Regions from separate parts of the Xenopus laevis genome. Here region 1 is linked to region 2. Evidence: chromatin contacts called from public Hi-C data. All regions are on one chromosome and are shown on one strand. Each heading gives the region's core, a stretch centred on a gene start, on an enhancer-like site or on the middle of the called end of the contact. The rest is flanking DNA. Distances are from core to core; before and after follow the strand shown.

Region 1 (3,291 bases), core at 527-3,026, 110 kb before region 2:
CAAAATTATGTGAAAGGAGGACCTGGAGGGGGAAGGTGTCATCTGGGAAGGACAGAAATAAAAGTGATGGCTGTGTCTGAGGCATAGAGGCGGGGAAGCCAATATATGATACATATAAAAGCTGCCGTTATAACAGGCATGGATGTTTAAACAGGAAAAAAAAAAGATTTTGAGTTTCATGTTTACTTTGAAACAGACCATTTTACAACTTTTTACATCTGGGTGACAGGTCCCCTTTAACATTTCCTAACAGGATTAATTACAAGTGTCTGATAGCACCTGCTGGGAACTCCGTGAACCATAACCACAAAAGCAGTAAAAAGGAGCTTTCATTTCAAGGAACATTGATCCCTGACCTTTTTGACCTCTTACTGCAGGCAAATCAGGGGTGTAAAGGACCTTGCCCATTAGAATGGCTTCATTGCAATCCAAGCTATTTTTGTTGCAGGGTTAGACACCATACTTTGAATCAGGGCATTGCAAAATGGTGCTGTGAAATAAATCACACGATAGCCAAGATAACAGAAGAATAGCACAATCAAAATACATTTCATTGCATCTATATTGTAGTAGAGGTAAATATTCTATAGCATAGGGCCTATCATCCCACTGAATTTAATTACAAAACATTTTACAAACCTGCGTTCAGCCATGTCCATTTAAATCAGTATATAACAGGCGATCATTTAAAAATTAATCAGTCTTGAGATTTCATTCCCTCTGTACAATAAGCACCTTACTCACTTTTTATTATAAAGAGATTATAAATCACCCTCTTTCTTCCACCTATTAGGCAACATCATTAAACAGTTCCTGATCCATGAAAAATATTTAATATATTGGTCAAAATAATAGACAAAACTAATTTCCAAAGCATAATTATGAATCTGAGTTTGATCCTATGCAGGATACACCTCTACTGTTCTATATATGAAATCCAACAACAAGAATTCCCTAGCCATTATAAATCCAAAGTTGCAAGCTGGGTACTGTTTATACAGGTCATTGATCACACCACAGTTGACTGAACAAAAAGCAAATCCTGTACAGTTGCCAGGGATTATTTAGTAATTTAGATCAGTGTCCTTAAACAATAGTACTGAATGTGCAGTGAAATTATGTAGTATCTGAACTAGTGGCCCACGATCTTATTGGAGAAACACTCCAATAAAATTGCCCCCCACATGTTGCCAGCTTTACTGTATCCTTCTATTAAATCAGTTAGGTATAAGTCACTGACATTTTTCAAGTATCTAAGCTATTCTTTCATGAAGGACCCTTTCTGCATTGCATTTGTGCATTGCATGCCTTTGAATGTCGCTGTGACAAAATCTATAGTAAGTATAACTGTTACATAGTCATTCTTAGTTTACACTTACTGGTAGTCTTGTCATATAGGTAATATGTTTCTTTTTTAGTAGGGTTTACAACCATGAATACTTTGTAGTTATTGTCTTCCTACCAATTGAAAGAGAAAACTCTGGCTCCGCCTCCCTCAGGATACCCACAGAACGAGTCTGATAAAGAGTTAATGAGCTGCGTGAAGGTTGTGGGTCCTCCATCTTGCACAAGTGGCCTGCTGTAAGTAAGTACATCCTAGTAATGATAGATTCAGTTTGATCAACATACAGTATAACCACTGCTTCCATCCAGTGAAGCAATAATATCTGACAGTAGAAGTTGTCGTTAATAATAGGTCCAATACGCAAAACTCAAGTGCTTTATTGTGTCACGACATGTTTCGAGCTGAGCTCTTTCTCAAGTGATAACAACAGTGTGTCTCCATTACATTCTTAAAGAGTAAACTCCACCCCTATTTAGTGGTAATTAAGTAACATCTCCCCCTCCCACGCCTTTGTAGTCCAAGACTAGTGATATAAAACACTGGGAATCCCAATTGCCAATGTCCTGGGGGTACATTTTAAGGGCCTAGCCCTTGGGGATCCAAGAGATAAAAAGTCCAAACAGTTCATTGTGATAAGTACAAAGATTAATATAAGTAAGTATAAAAGTCCAATAGCCATTTAAGTACTGATGACCTTAAATGACACCAGCATTGCTCAGTCTTGGACTACAAAGGTGTGGGGTGGGAGATGTTACTTAATTACCACTAAATAGGGGTGGAGTTTACCCTTTAAGAATGTAATGACACCAGCATTGCTCAGTCTTGGACTACAAAGGTGTGGGGTGGGAGATGTTACTTAATTACCACTAAATAGGGGTGGAGTTTACCCTTTAAGAATGTAATGGAGACAGACTGTTTTTAACACTTGAGAAAGAGCTCAGCTCGAAACATGTCGTGACACAATAAAGCACTTGAGTTTTGCAGCAAAGTTCTGCGTATTGGACCTATTATTAACCACAACTTCTACTGTTAGATCCTAGATACTTGGCATCTGGACTAACTAAAGTAAAGGGGAAGCTTATTTGGAAAGTTTACTAAAACACAGAATGGTTCATCTCAACGTGTTTAAAGGTAACCCCTGACCTGAATCTTTCCACTTACCTAATAGAAATTTTAAATATAGTCAGCAAATACTGTTTATGTCACAAAAAGTGTCATGGTCATATTTAAAAGTAAATATTGTAAAGCATTTTATGGCATTTGATAACTGAGCTTCATAGACCTGCTGAGCTATAAAGTACAGAGTGACATGGTAAGTAAAAATTTTGTTATACAGCGTTTCAATAGTCACAATGAAAAAAAACAACCGTGCTTCAATAATTCGTATTAATATTATAACACTGATATTTCTCACAAAAATATTGTTAAAAACAATAAAATAAAAATGTTCTACATGTACTTTACAAATAATTATATGCCCTGAAATAGTACCAAGGCTCTTATAATGAAACATGTTTGTGGCATCCCACAATGTGGCCACATCTTAGTTAACAGATCAAATTCTGCCCTGTGGGTCTGTAACTCTGGAAGTGAGTGCCAATGAGCAGAATATGATAAAAACAATAATTACTATAGGCCCCTGCCACCAATGTTTTTTTAAAAAATGTTTTTTGGGGCCCCAATATTTTTTACTTGTAAGGGGGCCCTGGCACCAATGCTTTTTAAAAAAAAAACTTTTATGGGGGGCCCTGGCACCAATGTTTTTTTTTTAAACTTATAAGGGGGCCTTGACCATCAATAGCTTTCTATAACTTGTGTGTGGGGGGGTTACCTTTTTAGCACTGATGTTCAGAGACGCAGCTAGAGGGTGGCGGGCCCTGGCACGGGACGTGCAGCTGGGCCCGTCCCCTCCGTACGCCCGGAAACGGCCGCATTAGAACAGAGTG
Region 2 (3,303 bases), core at 789-3,288:
ATCACGCTACATTGTACAGTGCTGTATACACAAATATTACAATAAAAATATACATACTTCCAACCTCACACACTAGAATAGATTCATATATTTAATTCATTAATTCTTCTGTACACCTGTCCTTTATCAACAAGATACTTGTTATGCTCCCACATATCCCTTACGGGTTGAAGTATATTTACACAAATCAGTTATATTGCCAAAAATTTGCAACTAGCATGCAGTTTATATCGTGAGTGTACAGGATTTTCCCACCTACTACTACCTAATTATGTCCACTCAAGTCTTATATTGCATTTACTGTACACACAACACTATTATGCAAGTTCCCAAGTGGTGTTGATAGACACAATGGACCGTGGAGTTAATGGACTATACAGGCAGCACATAGTGTCAATGACCCTAACTGATTATCAAAGAACTTTCAGAGACATGTTCAGTTGAAGGCCTGTGTAAGCAGTCAGAGTGCAAATATGTGAGAAACCATTTAGCTATAATGCCCCCTAGCAAAATATTTGGACACACGTGACTTTCCTTTGTAATTGCAGCTACTGATTTCCCTCATGGAGCCCCTGTCATGCTGAGCTACTGTCCAAGCTCTTGCTGAACTACCCTAATTTGTGCCCTGTACTAGTTTCCCATGTTCATTTCCAACATTACTGACAAGTTACTAGTTCTGTGTGTTCATTCACAGCACTACTCACCAGTTTACTAATTCACTCCACATTCCCAGCATTACTCACTAATTTACTAGTTAGCTCCACATTCCCAGCATTACTCACCAGTGAACTAGTTCTATGCGTTCATTCTCAGCACTACTCAGCAGATTACTAGTTCTATTCATATTCCCAGCACTACTCAAGAGATTACTAGTTCTCTTCACATTCCCAGCACTACTCAGCAGATTACTAGTTCTCTTCACATTCCCAGCACTACTCAACAGATTACTAGTTCTCTTCACATTCCCAGCACTACTCAACAGATTACTAGTTCTCTTCACATTCCCAGCACTACTCAACAGATTACTAGTTCTCTTCACATTCCCAGCACTACTCAACAGATTACTAGTTCTCTTCACATTCCCAGCACTACTCAACAGATTACTAGTTCTCTTCACATTCCCAGCACTACTCAGAAAATTACTAGTTATCTTCACAATCTCAGCACTACTCAGCAGATTACTAGTTCTCTTCACATTCCCAGCACTACTCAACAGATTACTAGTTTGCTTCACAATCTCAGCACTACTCAACAGATTACTAGTTCTCTTCTCATTCTCAGCACTACTCAGAAGATTACTAGTTATCTTCACAATCTCAGCACTACTCAGCAGATTACTAGTTCTCTTCACATTCCCAGCACTACTCAGCAGATTACTAGTTATATTCACATTCCCAGCACTACTCAACAGATTACTAGTTCTCTTCACATTCCCAGCACTACTCAGAAGATTACTAGTTATCTTCACAATCTCAGCACTACTCAACAGATTACTAGTTCTCTTCACATTCCCAGCACTACTCAACAGGTCACTCAGACAGTGCTCCCATGACCACTACACGTGATCACTATACGCCCCCACCAAGACCTCACATTTCAGCCTCCCACCAAACTTCCCAGTGGAGTCCAAGCACCCCTCAGACTTTGACTCTCGTGGCACGTCCCAGTGTAGCCGCAGACCCGGACTCGCTCCTCAGTCCGACTCCAGCTTGGAGTATGCAAGACTAGTGCCTAGTTGAAATCACGCCGCTTAAGCCTGGTTTGTGTGTTCCTTATTCTGAAACCGCCGAGTCTCAGTTAAGACCCCGTGGCGTCAGTAAAGTTCCTCGAGTAAAGAGTAATCAGAGCAAATCCCACAGCAACCACGTCTCCAAATATGAGCCCAGTAAGTAGCAAATTACCTGAGCAGTGAAACCAAAGCATCCCTGAACGGGACACCGGCGAATTCCAATCCTTCTGAAGTGACACAGAGTCCCGGTAACGGTTTAGCAGAAGCTACTCAGTCCTCATCAGTACCCAGCCACACACGCGCAGCGCCTCCTCTGACCAACTAATACAGTAACTCATCCGCACTCTACGCCGAAGCAAACTCCATTAGAGGCCACGCCTGCTAGTTTGCCTAAGCCCGCCCCCTCAGTGCTACAGTTCCTCTCACACTCGAGCCTAAAAACCTAGGAGTCCCCAGTTGGCGCGCAGGATGCTTTGGTATGCAAAGAACATTTACCTCTTCTCTACCTCCGCTGCTCTGGCCCCGCCCACATTCCACAACTCCAATTCACACTAGCGAGATGTTGCTGCTGGCGAGTCATTCCAGTCTCTGCCCCACGCAGAATTATTAGAGGCGGAGACAAGAAACAGGTGGAACGGTCTCATGATGTTTGCGGCGTGCAAGTGTTGTGCAGTGACTGCTGTGCGTGGTAATCGGGTTATCTAGCAGTGTTTCATTTGGAAATGACTCGTGCTTATAGAATTGTAAACCTGAGCGATTCGATACAAAAAGGTATCTCTTCAGTGATTGGCTAGCAAAGCAAGCAGCTCTTGGCATTATTACAGTAGCCTAACCCTTTGTTTGGAAAATATACTTCCGGTACTTCCCAATCCCAAGCAGGTGTGTCAATTTAGAGTAAGAGGACTTTACAACTGCCGGGGGCCCAGCACTGAATGAAAAGTACTTTCCGTATATGTTGGGGTTGTTCACGCTGGAGAAGAGGCGCTTAAGGGTAAGGACACACTGGACGATTTGTCGCCAACGTTTTAAAAAAGTAAATCGCGGCGACAAGACGATCGTCTTTTTTGAACAGACGATTCACAGCGACTATTGGCACAGAGCGATTTGTATCCCATTACTCTGTGCGGTACGTGCTCCACCCAAACCGGAAACGGTTTGTGCTTCCCGCTATAACCTGGCGTCTTTACGTGCTTGCGTTCTTGCGTCATTGCGTTCGCATTGTAATTTGAATACAATTGCTGCTACTTATCTGTATGTGTGTGCGTGTCTAGGAGATTTCAGTGCTTTTCTAAGTACATGCTATTTCTGATAAATCGCTCGGAAAAGGGTCTCAGTGCGTTTTGGAGCTACAGGCGATTCACAAACGCGCTGTGGGCACAGGAGCTGGCGTCTTTCATTTGGTTTTGTTCAGAGACAAAACGAGCGATATGTCGCCGCGATTTGCTTTTTAAAAACGTTGGCGACAAATCGTCCAGTGTGTCCTTACCCTAAAGGGGTGGTTCACCTTTAACTTTTAGTATGTTATAGAACGGCCAATTCTAAGCAACTTTTCAATTGGTTTTCATTATTTTGTT

The links. Hi-C and Micro-C count contacts between places; a contact is called where the count stands out from the background.
Region 1: a Hi-C map of the XL177 cell line shows a contact between it and region 2, with 1.9 times the contacts expected there. The contact joins the enhancer-like site here to the promoter of arhgap29.S in region 2. A contact is called at or near these places in 3 of 4 Hi-C or Micro-C datasets (the XL177 cell line, the XTC cell line and animal cap).

What each region holds. Positions count from the first base shown.
Region 1 is chr4S:83,480,991-83,484,281 of Xenopus_laevis_v10.1, reverse strand. No RefSeq gene overlaps it. Among protein-coding and RNA genes, the nearest start is that of trnar-ucu, 41 kb to the left of the region's middle. Within about 2 kb of position 1,776, at least 1 of the 7 cell types and tissues checked has an H3K27ac peak or open chromatin away from gene starts, as enhancers often do.
Region 2 is chr4S:83,369,091-83,372,393 of Xenopus_laevis_v10.1, reverse strand. arhgap29.S (Rho GTPase activating protein 29 S homeolog) reads right to left here and starts at 2,038. Exons shown (of 24, transcript NM_001105265.1): 1 at 1,902-2,038.